Linked DNA regions of Hordeum vulgare: region 1 is linked to region 2. The links are chromatin contacts, called in public Hi-C maps. All regions are on one chromosome and are shown on one strand. Each heading gives the region's core, a stretch centred on a gene start, on an enhancer-like site or on the middle of the called end of the contact. The rest is flanking DNA. Distances are from core to core; before and after follow the strand shown. Region 1 has its middle 56 kb from the start of LOC123427091. Region 2 holds the start of LOC123427088.

Region 1 (6,980 bases), core at 2,501-5,000, 100 kb before region 2:
GTTCTTAGTGAGAGATATAGCGCCTAGGCTCCATAGTCACATGGACACTACAACTAAGAACACTAGGATATCTCAAAGGCGTTGCTCAATGAGCGATGGACGCTGGATATCGAGTCTGACTCGTCTCTCATGACAATGCTGCAAGTGGTGCACCTGACAAACACCGACACACACCACCACCGCGGTCCAGAGTAATAACGAGGTTGATGACAAGTTTGCATGGCGTGCTGCTTCCACTGGTGTTTAGACAGCCAAGTCAACTTATGAGTGGCTATGCCAAGGATTGAGTAGATCACTCACAACACATAGCATTTCTAGGAGTTGGGCACCGCTTAAGTGAAAGATATTTGCATGGTTTGCGGTGTAATACAACTTTGGATGTGGCCAACCTAGACCTACCTTTGGCATGCTACACATGTTTACATGACGAGGACAATGTAGACCATATACTGGTGCAGTGTGTTTATGCTAGAGAGGTGTGGCATGCGGGCTTTGATTTGCTGGAGATCAACGTCAACATCGAGGTGACTCGCACATTTTTCGGATGGTGGCTAAGAGTGAGGACCGACGTGGTTTTGACTCTCTGCTAATCAAGACAGCATCGACGTTGTGGAGGAAAAGAAACAACAAGGTTTTCCACAAGCCCGAGCAGTTCAAGCTGCCTCTTGATCTTGCCGTGCAAATTCATGACGAGATTAGAGATTGGAAGCGTGTGGGTGTTAGTGTGACACGGTTAAGTCGTTTTGTGACGAGTTAGGCTTAGTTTATTTTGGTTGGTGTGGGAGCTTCCAGAATTCATGTTCGCATTGAACGTTGGACTTTTATACCCCCTCTGTCCAAGTGCATAAGGCGTCTTAGATAATTCAAGAATTTCTAAAGTGTTATGTGTAATTCAATTAAATGCCTCTCGTTTATCTCAACCGTCTCGTCCAATTTTATCTCAACCGTCTCGTCCAATTTTTACCCGTCTAAATCGTAGAGCTTTCTCTAAGACGCCCTATGCACGTGGATGGAGGGAGTAATCTATTTGCTCTTTTTTTATAAAGATATGGTATGCCTGTATTCTTGAAAAGAATATAAATTCCACTATGGAAACCATATGGTATGCCAGTATGTAGTTTAGTCCTAGTTGCAAATAGAACGTTTATTTCTGGTTCTTTTCACGTATGGAAACGATCTTGAAAAGAGCCGTCTCTGATGCTTTCGGATATTGTTCAACGCAAATCTTGTAAATGGGCGTTGGTAAGTCTTGTGTTAAAAAGAACACTCACACGTGCATTGCGTGTGGATTTCGGTCAAACGTGGTGACGTGTGTGCCTGTTTGGACGCAATACGGAGGGTCATGAACAGCCCATGGCACTTGTGACTAAAATGCGTGGCACAATAGACATTTGTGAGTCACACCAGATATTCGTGATGTGGAAAGAGTGGGTGAGGCCGTGAGGATAGAGGACCGCCATGTTACTCCCGTGTCATCCGTACCAAGAAATAGACAGGTGCTAGTACATTTGAGATTGTCGTTTACTTAAATAGCACCTGTGTGCTTCATCACAATACTTCATACAAACTAAGCTAGACAGCGCACCTCCAGACTTCGATGATAAACTATAAAGGAAATTAGGTTAGGTTGGCATCACGGAGGATCACCGAACGAACCACATGTCACGCGTCATCGTATATCACCAGCGCCCCACCATGGCTTCAACTCCTTAGCAACACACAATCGAGGCACACCCACGGACACGCCGGAGAAGCAGAGCCGACTACCACGACCAAGACCACGTCTCTGACATTGCTCATCACCGTCATCCTTGCCAGAGAAGCCCCTGTGCGTGTTCAGTCGTAGGAAGCACCACAGTGATCAAAGTCTTCAAGACGACGTCTTAAGAGGGGAACGTTGTTGAAAACGGCGCCACCGCGTGACCCTACAACAGGATCTGGGCTTTCACCCAAAGAAATTGGTCCGGGAGCAAAGGCTGTGAAATTCCCGACGATGCCTCCAAGAAGGATAAACGACGCCCACGGGCGCTGTCATCGCCGGCCGGCCAGCACCGGTTAGGCTTTCACCCGAGGTAGCCACTCCCACGCAGCAGACCGAGGTCGACCCGTGCCTCCAATCAACCGCGCACCCCCCGAACAACAAGCGCGCTAACACTTTGCAGGGCCACCAGCAAGCCTCCTCTACGACGAGCCTGCAGAGACCAGAACAGGTCCTGCACCCCGCATCCAACTGCGGCCGGAGCCTCCCTGCTCCACCAAATGGTGTCCGGGCACCACCAGCCGCCTAGCCATCACGTCACGCCCATCACAACGACCGTCTTTGCCCTGCCATCGTCGCCCGCGGCCGCGAGCCGGCCACAGGCACCATGTGCCGCCCCGCGCCAGATCCTCATAGCAATCCGCTCGCCGCACTTTCCTGAGCCGGATCCGTCGCCAAACGCTGCATCCGGCCACCACCTCCAAGTGGGCTCGCTGCAACAACAAGCCACGTGTGCACGCTCTGTCACACACCTCCCCTCCGCCTCGCGCGACGGCGACTGCACCAGATCCGCACAACCCCGCGTCGTCGGCTCCCGCCCGTGCCAGATCCACGCATGACAATGGCGCTGCACATCCCGACAGCACATCATCTGCCATGACAAAACCACGACAGCAGGCAAAACCTCCCCGCGAGCCATCGCCGGCGCACCAAGCCCCCGACCCGACCAACATCTTTCGCTCCCACCTCGCGCCCAGCCGCATGCGAGGAGCCGAGATTTGGGCGGAATGCCCCCACAACCCGAGCCACCTCCATCAGAGCGTCGTCACGGGCCAACCGTGCGCCAACTTCGACGCTATCGACACACGCCGCCGCGCAAGTCCTCACATCTGCCTAAGAATAGCATCCCGCCATGTCCATCCCACGGCTCGAGACCGACGAAAATGGCCCCGTCATTTCCGACGCCGCACGGGCTTTGCGCGGCGACGCCATCCGACGGTGGCGAGGGAAGGGGGGAGGGGAGACTGGCGGCAATAGCTAGGGTTTCCTTTCGGGCCGTCGCGGGAGTGGCGCGGGAGCCACCAGCAACTTTGCAAGTACCAAGTCTCCACATGAAATTTTAAGCTCGGTACTGGGAGAAACCGGCTATCGGAGGACTCCGCGGCATTGAAACCATTGCCTCGTCGGCATTAACCTGTGTCTTGCCGGATTTACATTGCTTCATAAATGATCACTACAACCACCAGAAGTCTTCAGGTCGTCAGGTCTGAGGCTTGATTCCACCTGTCATTCCCGTACCAGGATTCGCACGTCTGAATAGCACAGCCGCACAGTGCACCTGTGACCTTGGATAGCACGATCGATTGAGGTGGCAATATACATCTTAATCCTGTACGAAGAAACAAAACCGTCATCCCACCAAACAAAAGTTACTGTGCCTAATGACTTCCCTCCAGTCTCCCCCCTCACAATTGACAGGCTTCTCCGGCCATGTCCGGCGCCTTTCCTGGCGCCGGCGACCACTGCACCTGGGAGTTAGACACTCACAATCTGATGTGATTCTACGTGAAGGAAACACTCCGGCGATTCCATGACTCTGGGTGGGTGGTTGATAGTTTGACCCTATTCTTCTTCAATGGTCCATGGGATATAATGTATGATTCTCTTCTTTCGCTCTCACAGCTATTTTTGACCCCCTGTGCAGGGAGCACTGAGGAGCCACGCGGGTACAAATTCCGCGAATCATATCGGCTTGCTTTTGGCGTCGAAGCATCTGCGAAGCAGCGGCGGAGCTAGCTTGAGCATAATCAGCGAGTGGGCATCGCTTAAAGGGGAGTTGTTATATTTAGTTTAAGACGCGTGCTAGAGTAGTCTGCGGTACTTTCTGTAACGGAACGCATAATTGAGATGGCGATTATGTCCTGCGCAAAGATCTGCACTTGTAAAGGAGTCATCCCTAAAGAAGAAGACGAAAAAAAACGTCTACAACACCGTCGTGAAGACGCGATAAACAATACTAGTTTTCTGTGGAGGCCAACAACCAGCCGATGGCAATGTAAAAACGGCGAAAAACGTTGGTTTTAGCAGCCTTTTTTTATATCAAATTTAGCAGCCTTTCTTGTTTCAGAGTTGATCCTCGGCTGAATTGGTGGCAGCACGGAGCCTGCCCTTGGCGCCACGCGCCATTGAAGCTTGAAGACGACATCGGCTGCACATCGCTCATGCGTTACCTGGTGCGCACCATATCTCTTCTCTTCAAGTTGATAGCGGCGTGGAAGATGGTCGTGTCGCTCCGCTCTGGCCGCTGTCATCGGATCCATCCACGAGCCGGCTGTTTCTGCTCGGGGGTCAAGGCTCAAAGCATCCCTACGCACGTCCATAACCTGATATCTCCCTCTCCACAACGCAGCCAAACGGCTATCCGAAAAGGTCTCTGCGGATGATCACAGGAGCGGATAGAGCGGCGGGTGCCGCAGCCCATGAGGCCACGACCCTGGTCGTTGCGCGGCGCCTGACACGCAACGCATCAGGTGTCACGTACTGTATTTCTCAAGTAAGATGATCCTGGATGTACCCGTTAAATACATACAGGAAATGATGAAGACAAAGAACGTTTCATCTAGACAGAAAATTGGGGGATCTGTATGTAATTGTAAATAAAGAAAATCAAACGGGATTGTATAAGTTACCCGTTGTTCTCCCGTCCAAGCATTTTGCTAGCCCATTTCAAAAAAAAAAAAAACATTTTGCTAGACCCAAGACCAGAAAGAACGTGTTGGAATACATGTCTCTCAGGTCCCAGCTAGGTGATTCCCATAGAGGCAGGTTGGAATCATGTTGGCAATTGCAATCAATGAAGTAAAGAGGAGCATAAGATTCGCTCGAAGGAAAAGAATGTAAGAGAGGGGTAAATATTGATCGTTGGTAAGGTCAACGTGTGCTTTGGTGCGAGCTAGCGTCGTTTTTGCAAAATCCCTTAAAAGTTTGCACGAATCTTCAATTTATTTATAAGATGAGCACTTTCACGCGTTCACGATTAACTAATTCTAATATCTAGGGTCCTGATATTGCCCACACATGTGGGCGTTAAAAAAGTCTTCTCACATATCTCGTGTGGTGTGCAAAAAAAACAACTCACACGTCTACGTTTGGACAAAACATCTAACGCACACGCATCCGACCTTCTGCCTCGCGACCCGCACATCTGGCCTGTCACCTCGCGGCCCCGCAAGCCCCCGCGTGACACTTGTCATGGTTGCTGAACCGTGAGAACTGTTTGTTTAATTGCAATTGGCATGTCTGGACAACTACAGTTGCCATGACTGCTCAACTGCAGTCGTCATGTCTAAACTACTGCATTGCCATGTTACACTAGAAAGACATGACGATTGACAGACGTACGTGCATGTGGACGCGCGACAGCAGTTCCACTCAGTTGCCATGTAACACTAGAAAATACATGACAACTCACACGCGTGTGGGCGCGCGACGACAGTTCCACTTAGTTGCCATGTAACACTGGGAAGACATGACAAGTGACACGCATGCACGCACGGCAGTTTCACGCAGTTATCATGTAACACTAGGAAGACATGTCAACTGACACGCATGCGGGCACGATAGTTCCACTCAGTTGCCATATAACACCGGAAAGACATGACAAGTGACACGCATGCACGCACGACACGCGGACGATGCGCGCGACGCCAGTTCCATCACACGTCGGGTTGGCAGTCGTGAGCTCTGCGTGCACGAAACATGCGTGTGGACGAACTGATAAACGTCCACACACCAGCCCCTTCCTACGTGGCATAAAAAATCTCACAAAAATTGACAAGATTCGTGCAACCACAAACGGATGGCAATCCATGCGTGTGAACGGTTTGGAAAACACCTACACGCATGGACGTTATCTTTTCGGAATATCTATTTTCCCAACGCATCAAACAAGATATTAAAATAATCTAATATTTTTTATTGAAGGGCTATCTTATAGTCTTTACATTTGATCTGCATCAAAATATGTAAGTTGTTGTATGAAGGGCGTATGGAAGCAAAACTCATGACAACAAGGTTAATACAACCGCGTGATGGGTCATCTCAGGGTGGGCATAAAAACCGACGAACCGAAAACCGAACCGATGCCGAAACCGAATAAACTGAATTTTTGGTTTTTTATACGGTCACGGAAAAATTCGGTTTTGAAGTTCACTAACCGAACACAATTTGTTCGGTTCGGTGTTTATCCCGGTTAACCGAACGAACACCCAATAGACGTAAGCAAGCAGTGCAAAGCGAGGCTGTACCAAATCCCGTGTCGCTAGCGCCAGGAAACTACCAGGCTGCTGCCTCCGCGTGTGATACGATGTGGACCCTAATCCAGCACATGCAAAATGATTGAAGGCCCAACTCCACGTGAGCTGTTTTTTGCCCTATGTGCTCGTGCGTGCGAGCATGCAACAGCCACGAGGGACTTCTCGCTACATTAGTCCCACCTCGCCTAGTTGAGAAGTTAAGGGTGGGATTTTGGGCTATATAATAGGCCTGCCGCTGCTGCAGTTTGATCACAATTACGTAGACGCCGTGTTTTTGGTATAAACCGAAGACCGAATCGAAATAATCGGTTAACCGAATTTTCGGTTAGCTGTTTTTAGTTATAATTTTCGGTTTTTTGTTTTCCTAACCGAATTTCAAAAAATACCGAACAGTAGAAACCGAAATTTCGGTTTATACCGAACGCTCAGCCCGTCATCGTATATTTGTATACTTGAACTGTTAGACAAGATTGTTCGTTAATCAAATATGATCGCCAAGGAGAAGGGTGTATCCTTGAGCTTGTGTGGAACTCCGCTTTATGTGAAAGAGCCATTGATGACAACATAATCTTTCTTGAGGACTACTAGGAATTTTGCGGTGGGGTGGGGGAGCTTAGATGAGAGAGATCACCTCAAATCATAGTTTAAAAAAGCAGCGAACCGGAAATCGAATCGAAAATGTTGTC
Region 2 (7,303 bases), core at 3,433-5,932:
TTAGCACCAAAAAATCAAGAGCAGGGTTAAGTATTTCTATGGTCCAGGTTTACGTGATTGGAGAGGAAGGGATCCTCAAGGAGCTCGAGCTGGCTGGCTTTCAGTACCTCGGCGGACCTGTATGTAACAAAGAGTGACTCCTTTCTCTGTGATATTCATGATTATTTAACAGACCAAGATCATGTTTTCGTTTTAGCATGTTATTATAGTAGTAGGTGGTTTAGCCAATGTTGCATGCTAATCAGCATCAGCTGAGTGGACGAGAGTTTGGACAAACTTACACGACTTAGATTGTATCCCCGTGCTCTTGCAGACAGACGGTGACAAGAAGATAGAGCTGAAGCCTGGCTTCTACATGGAGCATGACAAAGATGTAAGTATAATCAAACTTCCTCTTCTGATCTTGAGTTACGAAGTGGCACCACTGCAGTAATAAAATGGATTTACACAGGTTGGAGCAGTTGTAGTGGGATTTGATCGCTATTTTAACTACTACAAAGTTCAGTAAGTAAATCCTCGTTCTCTCCTCTCTCGCCTTAGAAATAATAAACTTAGACAACAAAACAGACAATGAAAATAAGGTTGGATATAAATGATTCAATTAAGACACACTGAAAACACACTCATTTGATTAAACACGTGTAGAAGCAAGATCACATGCTAGCTCTTCGTAATCTACAAAAGTTTGGTGTTACCAGTTCCACATATGTAAACTTATCGCTAATCTACTTCGTAAGGTACGGGACACTCTGCATACGTGAGAATCCTGGGTGCCTTTTCATTGCAACAAACAGGGACGCTGTCACCCATCTCACTGATGCCCAGGAGTGGGCAGGTTAGTCGGCCATTCCAACTCTTTATATATGCCAGCTAAAAAGAACTCTTTATATATGCCAGCTAAAAAGAACTCTTTATACATACTGATACTTCGAAGGATACATACCACCGTCCCTTGCTCAAATCATGAACATTTGCCTTGGCCCAGGTGGCGGGTCGATGGTCGGTGCTGTTCTTGGTTCAACCAAACAAGAACCGCTCGTCGTCGGGAAGCCGTCGACATTCATGATGGACTACCTGGCAAAGAAGTAAGAGGCTAACTGTCTCAGCAGCAATCCAGCTCCATGAATCCGTTTCCAGAACTCTGCAAGGAAGAATGTGTGAAGCAAAAGCTGATGCCTAAGAATAGTTTTGAGATGTTTCACCTTTCTTCATTTTGGTGGCAGGTTTGGAATCACAACATCTCAGATATGCATGGTAGGTGACCGTTTGGATACTGACGTTCTATTTGGGCAAAATGGAGGCTGCAAAACTCTCCTGGTTCTTTCAGGTATCTTGATCATACTATTCACCCTGAACTCCAGTGCATGGTGTGCTGAATTCTCATCGGCATTAACCTTGGTCGGCTGCCTTCTGCAGGTGTGACTTCCGTGCAGATGCTTCAGAGCCCCGACAACACGATCCAGCCAGATTTCTACACAAACCAAATTTCTGATTTTCTCACCCTTAAAACAGCAGCAGTATGAACAGAAATGTGAATGTACTGCTTTAGCTGGGGGAGGGCCGTTACTTTTGTATAGCAACTAAGAGATCACCCGGGATGGTTTTCTTTCACATTGATTTGTAATCGCGAGACAGATGTTTAAATGCAAGTATGTACATCATTAAATGCATATCAACTTGATGCTGCTACCTACTTTTCCTTGGCTCAAGATTAACAATGAATAAACAAAACATCTATGGCAATCAAAATATGCCTGGTTAATCTCGAAATGCAAGCCCAGAGAATAAAAAGGGGAGATCAGAAATGTTGGCTAAGCACAAGACATATACTCCCTCCGTTCCTAAATATATGTCTTTCAAGAAATTTCACTAAGTGACTACATACGGAGCAAAATGAGTTAATCTATACTCTAAAATGTCTATATACATCCGTATGTAGTCCCTTAGTAAAAACTCTAAAAAGACTTATATTTAGGAACGGAGGGAGTAGAAGGTAAATATGATCCCAGAAGAAAAAAATAAATTGCATCACCAACCCTTATGTTGCTCATGAGAAAATATTCCAGAAGAGAAGCATTACTGTTTGTGTATTACCTCTAACAATACTAGCAACAAAGTGTTTCACTCAGATCTTGTACCAGGTAATCTTACTGGGAACCAATAAATTACTAAAACATAGAACATCAAATTATGTGTATGCTCTGTACTTTTATGTACAGAAGATCAAACACAAATGATCCAATCTGGTTCCCATGCTCTCTAAGCTCAAGCAAGAAGTGTACACGGTAGCATACCATGAGAATTTCATTATATCAGTAAGAACAAGAAACATGTACTGTACAGGTGGTATGAAAGCTTCGCTCTAATGACAAAATTGCATGATAAAATCTATACAGTTTCAGTTGTACATTATTGTGGCTTTGCTTTTCTCATTTCTTTAAGCTGCGCAACAATGTTAGCAAAGCTTCCTTCACATTTTGGCTCCTTGTTTGCCTCGTTTCCTCTGATGTGACACGCAAGCTCTCAAGACCACGGCCCAGGGAGGCAATCATGGGAACAGAAGGTGCGGCCTCGGCAGCACACTCGATCCCATCTCCATGCTTCAGGAGGCCAGCACATGCAACCAAGCTAAAACCAAATGTTGCCCAAGGAGCTGTTCGGAAAGGTCGGTTGTGCTTCTGCCTCTTTTGCATTATTTCATAGAACGACGTCCGCATCGCCAACAAGCTAGTTCTCTCTACAGATGATATTACAGTGTGTGTCACGGCCCGAATCTTCTCTGCTGAAGCTGTGAATTGTAAAGCAGATGACTTCGAACCAGCACTAACCACGCCATGAGAGAGGAGCTTGCTTAATACAATGCCGGCATGCCTTTGCAGCTGCATTAAGCCATACTTTAATATCACTGGAGTTTTATAAGGAGCCAACTTAAGAATGGCAGATACCTGGATAGTTTTTGACAAAGATGAAAAACCAAGAATAGCTGTTCCTCCCGCACCAACTGCGACCACAGGCTTCTCAGCTATCCAGCTCTTTTTATCAGTGTTGTCCAATGGCACCTCGTTGTTATCACTCTCATTTTCGCTCTCATTTTTGTTGCCATAATGATTGAAGCAACTGCCGGCTAATTGTGTGATCTCCGAAGGAACAGGAGTGTTCCAGTGACGCCTTATTCCAGCTAAGCAGCTGGCATCAACTATAGCTACCACAGAACCAAACTCCCTTAGTTGACTTCTGAGAGCTTGAACAAGAAGAATGTGGCACTTTTCCTCAGAAGGGAGCTCTGCAAAATCCAACTTCTCCAAACTATGATTATCCCTAGTATTAATGCGGCGTCTTCCTGCATTGTTTAAACATATTCTGAGAGCCTCTATCGCAATTCCAAATACATAGACATCAGATAACATTTCACTGCAAACTGGCTTCCCCTTGTGAACTTCAGTGAGCAACATCTGCGCAGAAGCCATAGCCTTCCCAATTGAGGGAATTTCAACAAATATCCCATAAAGGTCAGAGAGCAAAGGGTAGACAGTCTGCGCAAAAAGTGGAGGCTCGTATCTGTCGGCTGGCTTACATTCTGACAGTCCGCACTCCGCAACAGCATAGGAAGAGATAGCTTGGGACAACAACAAGTTAGCAGTTGGAGCTAGCGACTTCATGAGCTGTCCTCCATAATCATCCACAAGGCATGTCTTCCTGACATGGGAGCTTACTGCTGAAGTGGCACTCTTAGGGAGCAAGCAGTTACTCTGTAACTGGAGACCAGATTTATCATCCATGGCACTCTGAGGGAGAGAGCAGCTAGTCTGCGATTGCTGAGCTGAGTTATCGCCCGTACTATTTCCGTTGCTCGATCCACCGGCATTGCAATTCTTCTCATACGGAGAGCCGAGCAAGAGAAAATGTGACTCTGTCTCCTCCGCAGCTCTCTTGGCAGCCAATAGGTGGCCGTAGAACCCGACACCAAAGATCTCCCGCAAGACCTGGCAAGCAGCGGATTTCACATAGTGATCTTTGCTCTTCTTCTCCGTGATGCAACGCTTGATCACCTGGAACGGCGACGCCGGCACGCCGCCCGCTCCGCCTTCAGCCAGGCACTGCTCCTCGATCAAAACGTCCTCGACCTCTGTGTGCGCGACCTGGGTGATCACGGCCCGGGGCCGCACCGCCCTGATCAGATGGCCGGCGTCCAAAGCGGACTGCTCGGAGAGGTTCTGCGCCGCGAGGATGTAGAGCAAGCCCTGCGTCTCGGGCTCCCGGATCGCGAACACGAACTGCTTCGTCTCCTCCGGCACGGGGAGGGTCCGCACCAGCCGCGCGGACGCGCCCAGGTCGTCCTCCTTCAGGAGAGCCGAGAGCGGCCACAGGTTTTGAATGTACGAGAGCACCGCCGACGCCATGGCCGCCGCATCAGCGGTTGCTCCGCCGGCGACCCTCCGGGGAGAGATGTCGCTTCCGATCGAACGGGGAGGGCTGACTTGCCCCTTCTCCCCCTTATTCTGACCCTAGGAGCCTGATTCGGGGGGCGAAGGGGTGCTCCTAGGCCGCTTCTGCCCCCCGCTGAGACTCGCCGCCGGTGGTGGCGGCGGCGGCGGATGGCCGCGCAGGACTACGGGAATTTGGGTGGCGTGCGTGCGGCTTGCCCTAGATTTCTTTCTGGAACTCCTTTTTCTTTTCTTTTTCTTCCGTTTTCTCCTACGAGTTGTCAATCTTTGCTCCGGGCGCGCCGGGTCCTTTCCAGGCGCCGCTTGCACGGTCGTTTCGGTCGGTCGACATGGCTTGAGTGTTTGGTAAGGACTTGGTAAGGACGTGGGTGTATGGAGGTTACATGACGGCAAAAGTTTTGTACTACTCCCTCCGTTTCTAAATATAAGTCTTTTTAGATATTTCATTATTTAAGTACATACGGAACAGGATAAATGAACCTATACTCTAATGTATGTCTATATACATCCGTATATAGTTTTCTAATGAAAATTCTTAAAAGACTTATATTTAGGAACGGAGGGAGTAGTACTCAATTTATTTTGGCAAAAGTTTTGGGAAAATACTCTCGTCCAGTCGACCGATTTTTTTTGTCGCGTTGACCGCCTCCATCATCGTCGGATCTATTTCAGATCAGACTTCTAGGGAGTGTTTTCGTGACCTCCTCCTATTCTTTAACTCACACATGTTTCGAGATGCAGATCGAAACAAACGATCTGTTACAAGAAAAATTTGCAACAAGTCCTTTCTTAAAAAAGAATCATGACAAGACAAAGTAGTTGTTTCTGCAACGCGATCGTTGTTTCTGAAACGTGACCGTTGTTTTAGGAATTGTTTCTGCAACGGAGTCATTGTTTCAGAAATAGTTTCTGTAACGCGGCCGTTGTTTCTGCAGCGTGGCCGTTGCAAGATGACGCTGGACACGGGTCTATCGAGGTCGGGGCAAAGTGTTGCAGAAACTTCAGTTTAGCTCCTGCACGTCAGCGACGGGCTGATTTTGCTGTGGGTTGGCGGCGACACCGCGCGGGGCGCAGCTCTGCCAGGGCCGGAGAAGAGTGTCTAGTTTCTGCAACACACCGCTTATTGCGGGAAATAACGACTGAGCATGCGGGACGCGGACACTAGATCGAATGGAACAACCGACTATCAACTCAGGCATCCAACGGCTGTGGAGGCCACAAATAATTTTTAGAAATCAACCGGCGGACGCGTAGCGTTTTCCAAAGTTCTATATCAATTTATTCTGGGAAACACTACAAATCAGTTTTCCAAAGTTTTGTATCAATTTATTCTGGGAAGAACTACAAATCAGCCCGATGATCGCCTAACCAGCCATCCGATCAACTCGCTGGTAGCCATTGGATCAGAACAACAACACGACAGCAACGAGCAGCTTCGAAGCAACACCCTTGCAGCCTGACAGAGCTCCAACGCAGCACCGGCGACGTCCAGCTAGCCCTGTCGGAGCTCAAATGCAGCATCGACGGCTCCCGCGGAGCTCGATCCAACTCTGACCAAGCTTCATTGCAGCACCGACTGCTCCGACGAAACTTCATTTCAACTCCGACGAAGCTCCACTCAGCGTCGGCTATGCTTCTGGCGGCCCTGCGTTGCTCCATTGCAACTCCGGCGGTGTAGGATCATCCTTGCTACATTGCCGGTCGTCGTTGCCCCCTTCGATTTGCAGCAGCACAGCTGCTGCAACCACGAGAAAGAAACACGTCGACCTCGCAGCACGGGCGATGGTGCCCCTCGCAATATGACGGCGCTTCATCAACACCTGTTACAGCAAGGGCGCCTCCGCACCACCGGCTCGAAGCGCGGCGGCTGCGGCCATGGCGATGAACGCAACAGCAGTGCTCATGGGTGCTGCAAGGCGGGATTGCACGAGTGGGCGCGGTGCCGACGTAGTCTCGCGGTGTGATGGTTGGAGCGAAACAACCCCGATGACAGAGGAGCTCCATAAATCCATCCCGAGGAGCCACAGACTGGTGCTTCAATGGATCAGCATGTTGTTGCTAGGATGATCGCGCTCGCGTGATGATGTGACATGGGGAGCGCGACAAGGTCCAGCACCGGTAGCCGGTGCATCTCGCGTGGTGTTACATCTGGGCGGAGAGGCGGAAGAATGAGAGAGGTAGGACATGACTCTCAAACGTAAGAGATAGGGCAAAAGGAACGAGCGGCTTTGGATGTCTGTAGAAAACGGTGTGTGGTCCCCCACCGAAACGCGTGTAGGCGACGCATGATTTCTCGCAGAAATCATCCGTATGATTTTAAACTTTTTCCATTTATTTTTAGGTTTTTGGATAGGGTGTATGTTCTCTATTCAAGATGGTTCAAGCGAGATGCACAAAGAAACCTCTATCCATACCCACACGTGAACAACAAACAACCCAAACTGATTATGCATGGCTCCTCTTAACCCTCACCCACTCTTTCCCCGATGCATGAGAGGCCCGATGGACTACCCCCTCCTGATAATTTCCCTACCCTAGTCGCGAGAATCCCCTCGCCCTCATGGATCTCGCGACCATGGCGAAACCAGTCACCAGACCACCCCCACTTGCTACCGTTGCCTAGGTCACTAGTGGAAAACGGGCCTTTGGCCGGGACCCTTTAGTCCGGCCTGCCTCTAGGCCAGGACTAAAGGCCCGGCCACGTCGTCCCAATTCTCAATGCCTCCCTCGAGGCTTTAGTCCCGGCCCGTAAGGAGCCTTTAGTCCCGATTCGTGTCTCAAACCGGGACTAAAGGGCTACGCGGTGGGCAGCCCGCATGTGCGTCACCTTTAGTCCCGATTTGTGTCTCAAACCGGGA

Evidence for each region. A called contact is a pair of places that touch in the nucleus more often than the background predicts.
Region 1: a Hi-C map of leaf shows a contact between it and region 2, with 2.1 times the contacts expected there. The contact joins the enhancer-like site here to the promoter of LOC123427088 in region 2. A contact is called at or near these places in 3 of 6 Hi-C or Micro-C datasets (leaf and seedling).

Annotation. Positions count from the first base shown.
Region 1 is chr2H:538,752,486-538,759,465 of MorexV3_pseudomolecules_assembly, reverse strand. No RefSeq gene overlaps it. Among protein-coding and RNA genes, the nearest start is that of LOC123427091, 56 kb to the left of the region's middle. Within about 2 kb of position 3,750, at least 1 of the 3 cell types and tissues checked has open chromatin away from gene starts, as enhancers often do. A contact at or near this core is called in leaf, where this site is marked.
Region 2 is chr2H:538,651,095-538,658,397 of MorexV3_pseudomolecules_assembly, reverse strand. It overlaps LOC123427088, which reads right to left and starts at 4,682. Exons shown (of 1, transcript XM_045111041.1): 1 at 2,292-4,682. The coding sequence starts at 4,400. The coding sequence ends at 2,430. LOC123427089 (phosphoglycolate phosphatase 1A, chloroplastic-like) reads left to right here. Exons shown (of 11, transcript XM_045111043.1): 5 at 48-119; 6 at 314-373; 7 at 452-504; 8 at 738-835; 9 at 986-1,085; 10 at 1,224-1,327; 11 at 1,417-1,689. The coding sequence ends at 1,523.